Regions from separate parts of the Sus scrofa genome. Here region 2 is linked to region 1. Evidence: chromatin contacts called from public Hi-C data. All regions are on one chromosome and are shown on one strand. The core of a region is the stretch at or near the end of the contact, and the rest is flanking DNA. Distances in the headings are between cores, read along the strand shown.

Region 1 (5,349 bases), core at 1,679-4,178:
AAATTGTCGTTTAACAGCCCAGTGCCCCAGCTGGGAGAGCACGCTCATCGACTGTCACGGGTGGTGAGGAGCCAACGGTAATGATGCCCTTGATCAGACATTAATGGCCAGACTGTGGGTTGGTTTTAATATTTTGTGTGCTGGTGAATCTACTCTTTTTTTCTTCTTTTTTTGGTTAAGATCAGCTTTGTGCCACAGAGCTGCCTTTGTTTCTTATCTTAAGCCTCTCACTTTCACGTTGCTCAAAGATATGGGGTGAAACTCAGTGACTGAGTCCCATATTGTTTTATGAGGAATGCCATCAAGTTTTGGTTAAAGGGATTTAATCTGAACCTTTAGAATCTCTTTCTGCCTTGTAGTGTCTGTACTCCTGAGAAGCTTTTCCCATGTCTCAGAAGGCTCGGGTGAAATATTTTGGTTGGAAGAGAATCAGGGAAGCCACAGCAATTGCGTGCATTGCCCATGTGGATTTTCATTTATGTAGTTCCTGTTTGTACCGTGTTTCAGACACTGGCTTAGATTTTCTGCAGCACAAGCATGAACCAGTGACCTTTTCCTGCTCCCAGGGGGCTCTACTCACAAGTTCACAGGTATGAACAAGTGTTCATATCATTCAGGAGGAGAGAGAAGGGAGTATAATTAAAAAATTGAAAAGATCTAAGAAAAAATGGTGTTTTTTATGCCAAATATCTGTTATTAATCATTTTTTCAAATAATTTCTACTGTTCATGTTCATGGGACCTGGATTTGACTGTGAACTTTAATTGCCTGTTTTCTCCTTGAGCCCTAAAGACAAGCTAGCTTATGGTTTATGCTTGGAGCTGCTAATAGCTATTGGAAGAATTTTCCTTATTGTTTCACGGTTGTTATGTTTGTTCTAACTGCTTATTAGTTGAGAACACCTTTAAATACATACCTGATTGCTGATTTTCTTCAGGATGTTGATTTAAAGGAACAATTTAGATATATTGTTAGAATGTCCTGCTCTGCATTGTACCCTGGAAAACCAAAGTGGCAGTCACCAAAAATTAGCCCAGCTTAAAGGTTTTGAGCTTCAGTGACTGATATGAAAGGCACATGTTATGTGGGTCAGGCTCAGCCCTCAGTAGAAGCCAAAAAACTTCAAAGGAACTAGCATATTTCCTACTGTGCACTAGCAGTTTCCATGTGATACACTGCAAAGTGGCCATGATCACATCATGAAATAATTTTAATAGAATGCAGAGCTGATAAGCATCTACTTGCATCCATTTTTGAATTTTATTGGCTTTGGAGACTGCTCTTAGTGTTGGAGTGTTGTGATAGCTGATGACATTAAATGACAGGATAAACTGAATTGTGATCATCCTGAGCTCCATGGTCAGAGTGACCTGGTAGGACAAAGGGATCTGTCTGAAGGAGCTCCCTGTGGCCCTACCACCAGCCTTTTCTTTGTACCTGTGCTCCCCCTACCCCTACCCCCCAGCAATGAATCAAATATAGGAGTTTGGTTTTGTTTTCTACTTTCAAAGACTGGGTAGTCCTAGTTTCTTAAACGTTTTATTTACTCTCCTGTTTTCTACATACTCAGAATAAGGCAACTTATTTTATGGCTCCATTAGAAATCATCACATCTGTTTCTTTTGCACCCTTGCCATCCCATGTCACAAATAGCCTTTACTTCCGCTTTTCCAATTCCGTCTCCTACCACGTTGTTTCTCCTCTTTTACACCTTCTCCCTGTCACCACCAACACTGACATGTCCTGTGTCACCCTGGAGCTGCTTTGGGACTTGCCATCGCACTGCTTCCTTTGTGCTCTTGCAAACATGCATGTGGATGCCCCATCCCACACACACACAGAGAAATGGGATCCCATGTACATATTACTTATCAACTTGATAGGATTCACTGTGATCATTTCTTTGGGACATATTAACTATGACATAATATTCAGTGCTGTGAATGCACCACCGTTCATATAATTTCCCCACATGGATGAGCCTTCAGCCCCCAGCCCTTTGGTTCTGCTCACCATGTTGCTTTAACCATCCTGGTGTGGCCCTCTCCACGGTCGTGCTTTTATCTCTATAATGTAATGAACAAGCCCTGATTTTCACCTGTGGAGCCACACCCTTTGAATTCTGACAGTACCCACTGCTGTCACTTCCAGCTGGCTAAGCAAGTGCCCTCTCTGAGGGAGAAAAGGAGAGGGGTAGCACAGTTTGGAGTTCCGCTGTATATACCCTAACAATATACCGAGTGAACAGTGTGGCAGGGTTTGAGCGAATCTTGCAGAATCTGTGATTGTGCCCATCTGTGTATCGTCTTTCAAAGCATTTTGAAACTGACAGCTTTAGCGTAGTTGAGTTCTTCATTTTAATGAAATCAGTGGGGCCACCTAAAGCTGCAGTTACATGGCTGCTTAGCATGGTGAAACACAGTGGTAGATTCAGGTGAAAAGCTGTGAAGCGTTTAAGCTGACTAGCAGTTTTTAACTTGTCTCCTGATTAATTAACTTGTCTCCTGAGGGGATGTGCAATGCCCATGTGCCAGAACACGTGCACACACACACACCACAGGAGAGAGGTCTGATGTTGGCTCGCGGGCTGGGCCGCTGCTGTGGTCTGTCCATGGGAGCTGAGGCCCGCCTCCTCCCCAGCCCAGGGAGGGAGAGGCGGTGTGTTTTGAGGCACAAGTGGAATCATCAGCACAGGTTGTTCTCCACAGTCATTTGGAAGGAAACCTACAAAGAAGCATTGTAATCACACCATCTTGCATAAATGGAACTCGATTATAGGTTGCCAGTTCAATTCTCAATAGAAGGTAAAATGAACATTTTAATCCAATTCGGTGTTCTCTGCGACACTCCTGGTTTTCCATAAACTGATTACTCCTATTGACTGTGCATCTCTAAAAGTCACCTGGTTGCCTGAATACTGTGCTGGGAGTCATCCAGCTCTGGAGCTCAGTTCTGAGGTTATCCATGACACATCCCAGTTATTTTAGTTTATTAGCCTCCTTATAAATATCCTTTCCAGGGATACTATAATGTTAAAACTCTCCCTAAGGTTTCCAAAACAGAGTTTTCTGAAGGCATATCTAATTGCCTCTCCCCAAAAAATAACTCAGTGGGGAGGAGGAAAAGCAGCAAATTCCATTTAGTATTCCATTTAGCCAAGACATTTTTGGCCATCATGTAAACAACAGTAGGTCAAGGCTTGATGGCATGTACTTTGGCAGAAATACTAATTGACCGCTAACTTAGGTTACACCTTGGCATCTAACTTAGATCAACAGAGTCCATCTCTGTAGTGCCCAGATAAAAAGAGTCCAGATGTAGCCTTTTTTTTTTTTTTTATGCCACAGCTCGAGAAGGAGGGCAGAAAGAGCTTCCAGCTATAGACATTCCTTGGTCTTTAATATTCACAGAAGGCTCAAGTCTGCATGTTGCTGTTTCCTCTGCTCTTGCTGTATCCCCACACCCAGATCCAGGACGCTACCCAGTCAGAGTCTTGGAATTACCATTATGGGGCCTTGGGGACTTTATCTGGAATAATGTCAAGGAATTAGTTGCCACAGTTTTAGCAGAAAGTTGTCTTGCAATTACCCTTTCCCTGCTGGGTATGTATTTTAGAAATAACCATTAAGACAGCTGTTTCATGACCCTCATGTTTTTTCTGGAATGTGCTGTTGAACTCACAAAGCAGGGGATTAAGCTTCATTGCCTGAAGTCCCCAAATTATGTGGCAGCATTCCTGATCTTGCTTTTTCAGTTCAAGGTCTTGCAGTGGACTGGGGACCCTCTTTGCCAAGGCACATTGTTGGTGGTGAACACCAAAGATAGGATGAGCACAAGGAGAGATGGGGCTAAGAGATTAACAGCTTCAGCCTAGTCAAGAAAACTACACCTAGTAAAACATACAGAGGTTCAGAAGAGCCTAATTAGAGAAGATGGTACCCAGAAAGAAGTGGTTTCCTTTTGTAACCTCTCATAAGAGATTATTCCTGAAGTGTGGCCTCTTGTTTCTTTTGCATTCTCCAGGAGCCTTCTAGTCCTGATTCTGAGCCCCACCCCTTAGAGTAGCACACCTTTCCCAGACAGCTTATTTGCAGCATCCATACATCTAGGACTTTCTGGGCATCGCTGACCAGCAGTTGAACCACCATTTCATTGCTTCCATGAATCATTGATACGTCTTGCTACTCCAGTATTTCTCCACCCTGCTTGCATTTCTCAGACTGCTGCTTACAAGTCAAAGTGTCACAGGAATGCTCTGGCGATCTAATTTGGACTATCCCAATGTAGTCATTCTGCACTTGACATGTCTCTAAACCTAGAAGCTACCTGTGCTCCATTCACCTTTTAAGGAGAGAAACTCCATATGGGAAGACAGGGGTAAAGACAGCCTCAGTTATCAGGCTCCTTTGGAATTCTGGCCTCAGATGGCCTGGTGACTTCCTGGGCTTGGCTGATTGAGATGTCCTGGTTGGTCCTGGGTGTGAAAACAGGCCTCATAGAGAAGAGACCCTTTATTTTTTTTTTCCACCTGGAAGCTGGAAGTGTCAGGGCCCTGAGCTGATGTGGAATTGAGGAGTAAGCTAGGAGAACACATCTGTGGCAGCTCAGTTGAGGAAACACTACTCAGAGCATCCTCCCTCTCAGAGACAGAGACATTTGACAATTTGAAATACCTTTCAAGCTCTACGTGGTTTGGCAGTAAAATTTAGTAGCTAAAACGAATTGTCATATTATCCTCTTTCCTTATGATCATGTCGGCAACAGCTCTTTATGAGGAAGGCTGTGTGGCCGAGCACTGAATTCTGTGAGATTTTTAACCCTATAGCTTGTGTGGGGGTTCATTTCATAGGAGATTTAAATCTGCTGCAAATGTGTTTTCCAAACAGTCATGTTTTTGATACCAATAGAATTAACTTTGTCTAGCACAAATGATTCTCCGGGTATACATTACTTTATTAAACTGATCAGAAAAGAAATGCAAGATATTGAATAATAATGATTTCTTACACGAACAGCCATCAGTGGCCTATGTACATACCACGCCGGGCCTACCTTCAGGCTGGGAAGAAAGAAAAGATGCAAAGGGACGCACATACTATGTCAATCATAACAATCGAACCACAACCTGGACTCGACCTATCATGCAGGTATGCAGATCACTACGCAACTTACAGGCAGTAAGAAGCTGAAATGTATGTGAACTCCATGTTCCTGATGTGTATGTATTGTTCTGAAGAACCCGTGTTTGAGAACGTGTTTCTCACAAAGCAGATGCATTCCTCTAAACATAACATTGGCCTGCAGAAGAATGGGGTCCCCAAATCAGTCTCTCCCTAAATGGTCCATTTT
Region 2 (5,349 bases), core at 1,386-3,885, 310 kb before region 1:
AGTTTGGGACCACCGGCCAGGGCTGCCATTCTCAACCTTAAAGGGACATTAGCAACACCTGGGAAGCTAATGAACCTAATGATGCCTGTACCTCTTCCCTGAACCAATGAAATCATAGTCTCTCAGGCTGGTCTCTGGGTGCTTGGTCATTTTAAATCTACCCAGATGAAGACAATGTGTATCCATGGTAGAGAACCACGCTTTGCGGGAAAAGTGGTATACTATCACACATGGGATTGGTTTTGTTTTTTATAGTGTTCTTTTATGACTTGGGACCATAAAATGGGTCCTGAGTTTCCTGGTGGCCCAAGTAAATAGGAAAACACAATCAGCTGAAATGCAAAAGCTTATCCGTTCCTTGGAAGAAAGCAAGCTTTTTCTCCTAGGTCTTAAATGTCTTGTTTGAGCCTTCTGACAGGGACCATTGAATGTTAAGGATCATGATTTTATGATCACCTCTACAATACATGACACAAGGCAAGATTCACATTGCAGTTTTTCCTAATCAACCCTAAGAGAAAACCAAGCGTATGACCCCAGGGTGCAGGCAGGTGTAGGCTGTTTTGGTGGTTGGTGTGGGAACAGGAACATGGTAACAGGACCGAGAGAGGAAGTAGGACACACCTCTACAGTTCCCGGATAACAGAGCCTCACCCAAAGGTAAAGTCCGGAATTGTGCACCTCCAGGGTGTAGCAGCAGTGTCTTGTGTGGTTAGAAATTACAATTTTCAAGCTCCCCATCGTGGCTCAGTGGTAACGAACCTGACTGATCCAAGAAGACTCAGGTTTGATAACTGGCCTCACTCAGTGGGTTAAGGATCCAGCATTGCTGTGAGGTGAGGTGTAGGTCGCAGATGCGGCTCAGATTCTGAGTTGCTGTGGCTGTGGCTTAGGCTGGCAGCTGCAGCTCTGATTCGACCCCTAGCTCGGGAGCTTCCATGTGCCACAAATGTGGCTCTAAAAAGCAAAAAAAAAAAAAAATAATAATAATAAAATAAAAATAAATAGAATTTTCTATTAGAAAATTTAAAAAGATTACATCCCCCCATAATATAAACTGTGCAAAACTCTACAAACCTGGCTAGCAATAACTCCTACAGGAATCACAGGCACAGTAAAGGGCACATTAGAATTGGTGTGTATGCCTGTGTGTAGTGTGTGTGTGTAAATCTTTGTCAAAAGAAAAATAATCTAGGCCTGAAAAGGTCCAAAAACTTTGGCTTGGACAGAATGTACAGAGACCTGTCTTTTTAACTATATCTCGGTAAAGACGATTTTTTTTTTTCCCTAAACTGGGCTTTTGTGGCATCTAAGAACTGTTGATTTAATGGCTGACGATGATAGGTAGGGAAAGCTTCTGAGGAGAGAGGCTTTGTCTTGAAAGAAAATCCAGAGAACAGCACATGCTTAAGCCACTGGAATGTCTAGGGAGGCAAAGGAGAGTTTACATTAGGCTGGGTGTTTCCTTTCTTTTGAAAATGTTTTAGCTGGGCACCAAACAGATACTTAGAAAAGTAGCTGTGGTCAGGCATAGAAATTCTTTTGGATCACGTGAATTCTCCTTTCTGAAACAACTGACTTGAATGAAAATCCTAAAGGCACCCTGTGAATACCAAAGAGGGCACTTTGATGTTTTCTTTTCAAAGGCAAATGACATGTTCTGCTTCTGTTTTCTTTTTGAACCCACAACTGTACTCAACAGCTAAATATAAAGAAAGCCTTCCTGAAAAAGTCGAGGGACGAATTTCTCTCACTTATCTAGTCTCTGGGGTTCCTATAAATCTGAAGGATGGAATGAACTGCTTGCTGGAGAAACAGTAGCTGGAGTGTGGGAAGAATCCCACGGTGGCTAATAGGATGTCTTAATCGTCTGCATTTGCAGAGGATAACCTTAAACTTGAATTTGATATTTCACGTCGCGGCTCACAAAAGAGCTGCCTTTTATTCAAAGAACCATGCAGTCTGTTTTCGAGTGGGTGGGTGTGTACTCAGAGCGGGCGCTGTGTTGGTTTTGTTCCCTGTAAGGTTGACACAGGCAGTGGCGACTCGCGGCCACACCGGGGCAGCCTCTTCCCGGCTGGCGGCCGGGCCCCGGCGAATCGACCTGGGGCGCCGACGAAGCAGCTAAGTTGGGCTCGCTGGGGTGGCCAAGAATTTAAAGGGGTCTAGAAACATCCATCTTCCCTCCGTTTAACAATTACGACGAGCTCAGGGCTCTTGGTGAAAGGACCTCGAAAAACAGAAATGGACTTTCTCGTGGAAAATGCCTTCAGCGCCCCCAAACTCCCAGCCTGCCCGCTCCCCAAAGCGGAGAGAAAGCGGGAGGGGAGGATGGGTCAGCTCTGAGGGCCCAGCCCGCCCGGGCACTCCCCAGGGAACCCGCCCCGCGGCCCCGCGTGCCCCAGCCAGCAGCCAGCAAGCCGCCGGGGAGCCCCGGGTGGGATGGGCGTGGAGGCCGAACTCCACCACCCACCGCCCGCAGCCCGCCCCCCAGCCCGGCCTGTGATTGGCTTGGGGGGCGCGTGTGCCCGCCCCAGCGAGGCGGGGAGGGTCCCCTCTGGGCGCCGGGCGGGAGGAGGCGGGGGAGGGGGCGGAGAGAGCGGGGGCCGGGAGGGAGCGAGCGAGGGGGCGGGCGTGCAGGGTTCCAGAGATCTGAGAGCAGGCTCGGAACCCGGCGGAGAGCTGCAGGCGAGCGGGGAGGAAGGGAAAGCGCGGCCGGCTCCGCGCCGCCACTGGCTGCACAGCCGGCTCTCGGGACTGCTGGCCCGTAAGGCTCCGCAGCCTTCCGGGAGGAAGCGGCGCAAGCCGCGGTCGGGGCGCGCGCGCTCGGGCTCCCTCACCTGCCGGCGCCAGGCGGGACGCGCGCAGGGCCGGGTGCAGGGCCAGCGGCCCCGGAGGAGAAGGGAGGACCCGGCGGTCCACGCCGCAGCCCAGCTGCCCGGGAGCGCCTCTGAGCCCGCGCGGGGCGCCGGCTCCATGGCGACCGGGCTAGGGGAACCGGTCTACGGACTTTCGGAAGAAGAGGTGAGCGGCTCCTTCTCCCGACGGGACTCCCCGGGGAGTTCCTGCCCGGCGGCGGCAGGGGGTGGGGACTGGGATTACACCCGGGGTGCGCGTTCTCCGCGCCCGCACGGGAACCCCAAAGGCGGGAGCGCCCGGGAGTAGGGGGGTTCCCAGACGTGTGCTCGCCGCCCCCTTCGCCAAGCCCAGCGCATTGTTTGTAAATAAAGCGGCGCGAAGCCGGGCGAACCGGTATTCACTTGGCGCTCCCGGTCTTGGGGTGGGAGCAGGGTGCGGGTGCCTGTCCGCCCGCGGGTCCCTTTCCTCCAAACTGCGTCTCCCGGGGCTATGGGGCAACTTTCCGCCTTTCGCCCCGGCAGCCCGGGAGTCCATGACGTGTGTCACGTCTGGGTCGCGGCTGGAGACCCGCGCCGCGCGGGGGAGCCCAGGGCCGCAGCGGAAGCTAGATTGTCTCCCCCTGGAACTTTCTTTCTGATGATGGTGTTGGCAGGCGTTCTGATGCGTGTGTGCTTGTTTGGGTGGGAGCGAGTAAAAAGCTCAGACCTATGCAAGCCCGACCCTCGAAGAGTCTGAAGCCAAGAGTGTGGATTTCGGGGTCTTTTTGGTGGAGGGAGGAGGTCTAGGATGGTGGCAGGTGCTGCTGGAAACTTGGGAGGAAGCTTGCAACCCAGCCATTTTTTTCTTTCCGAGGATCCAGCACCTCCGGGGTGGGTGGAGAGACGAAAGCTCAATTGATCCTTTTTATTGATGAAGCGAATTAAGTAAGCCACGCCCTCAAGGCTGTAGATTTGACTGGAAAGGGCTTTGTTTTTACCCTCACTCTCTCCTCGCGGGTTTCCCACTCCCCCCTTTTGAGACGATCCTGCTAAATCACTGCTTAGCCCTCTCCCGACCAGCTATACTCGGCTCTTATTGGTGTGTTGCTCTGCCAAAAAGGGGGGTGGGAGGCTGTCGCTGGCGCGGCGTGACGGGCTGGCTGGCTGGAGCAGGTAGGAGGGGTTTGCCATCTGGCGGGGTGCGCGCTCAGGTCTGGCTCCCCTTTCGAGAGGTGAATTTACAACCCATGAAGCATTACTCAGCGGGGAGGTATTTCCTATCCTGGTTGTGCATTTCATGAAAAGTTAATGCCTGGAAATTCAAGGATTTCTGGGTTTCTCTTTCTTCCGCTCCCTTTTTTTTTTTCCTGAGGTCCCTCTTTCTCTGGTGATGGGGGTGGGGTTAATACAGAAGCTCTTATCCGAGACGTGACAACGTTATGGCTCCTCTTTCACCAGCGTCCTGTCCTGGTACTCTGTGTGTGTGTGTGTGTTTGCGCGCGCGTGCTCCTTAAGTGTATAATGGAATAGGTATTTAAGGGTGGGGAGGGTGTTGGGGGTATGCTTTTTTCTTCTCTTAACAATGCTGGGTAAAGCTTGCTGTGGTGTCAGTTTTATCAGAGTAATCGCAGTGCAAATAATGTGATTGGTGCTTCCGATCATTTTGCCATGGTGTGCTAGTGTAAAATATTTCCCTCCTTTTGTGCAGTTACCTGGGGATGGGTGAAAAGTAGCATTGTTACCCAGAGGGATTGCCCCTCCTGTTTTCTCTCCTCTTTGAGGAGCTTTCTCTTTCATTCTCTACTTCACCATTTAATTGGTAGCAGTAGAGGGCAGGCAGTGCTTTTAGAAAGGTGCTGAGAATACAAACATGCCCAAACAAAGGGCATGAAGTATTGTGAGGGATACAGACAGCTGCCTTTCATCATAGGTCTTTTTTAAAAAAAATTGCATGATTATTCTTAGAAATCCCTGGAAAAAAATTCTTTTTAAATGAGCGTTTTGGGAAATGCAACTGAAGAAATGAATCGCATGCATTCGGTGTTGTTTGTGCTTTGTCTGCATTTATAGCTAATGTCAGAATCTAGAGCACTTCCTACTGCTTTTGTCTAGATAAGTTAATACTGAAGATCTTAACCAGTGTCTAGGGTGAAAGTGAAGGATGGAATGTAAACAGAAACTGGGTGTGTGAGTGTATGTTTGTGTATGACTGGGTTCACTCCTGCATGTTGCTAGAGGGCTATCTGGGGCTGAAAGGGAATATCGAGAGGCAATGAAGACTTTATATTGATTGAGTGATGGCCATGTTGCTGATACTATTTAGTTCCACACATGTTATATTCCAAGAGACACGTCACATCTGTCTTCCTTATTCAGCTTCTCCTACCGGGGGTGGGGGTGGGGTGGGGGGAGGAAGGAGGCAGGGCTGTTTTGATGACTTCACATTTCTGTGGTATTTGCTTTTTATGGGAGTTTTAGTGTTGTCAGGTTGCCCTTCGGAAGACCAGGGATT

Evidence for each region. Hi-C and Micro-C count contacts between places; a contact is called where the count stands out from the background.
Region 2: a contact with region 1 is called in a Hi-C map of omental adipose tissue, with 1.6 times the contacts expected there. The contact joins the promoter of NEDD4L here to the enhancer-like site in region 1. A contact is called at or near these places in 1 of 5 promoter capture datasets (fetal skeletal muscle) and 5 of 47 Hi-C or Micro-C datasets (adipocytes, embryonic fibroblasts, fetal heart ventricle and 2 more).

The regions. Positions count from the first base shown.
Region 1 is chr1:162,422,695-162,428,043 of Sscrofa11.1, reverse strand. NEDD4L (E3 ubiquitin-protein ligase NEDD4-like) reads left to right here. Exons shown (of 32, transcript XM_021073866.1): 13 at 18-77; 14 at 5,016-5,147. Among named protein-coding and RNA genes, the nearest start is that of MIR122, 96 kb to the right of the region's middle. Within about 2 kb of position 2,928, at least 2 of the 83 cell types and tissues checked have an H3K27ac peak or open chromatin away from gene starts, as enhancers often do. A contact at or near this core is called in omental adipose tissue, where this site is marked.
Region 2 is chr1:162,733,801-162,739,149 of Sscrofa11.1, reverse strand. NEDD4L (E3 ubiquitin-protein ligase NEDD4-like) reads left to right here and starts at 2,635. Exons shown (of 32, transcript XM_021073866.1): 1 at 2,635-3,024. The coding sequence starts at 2,977.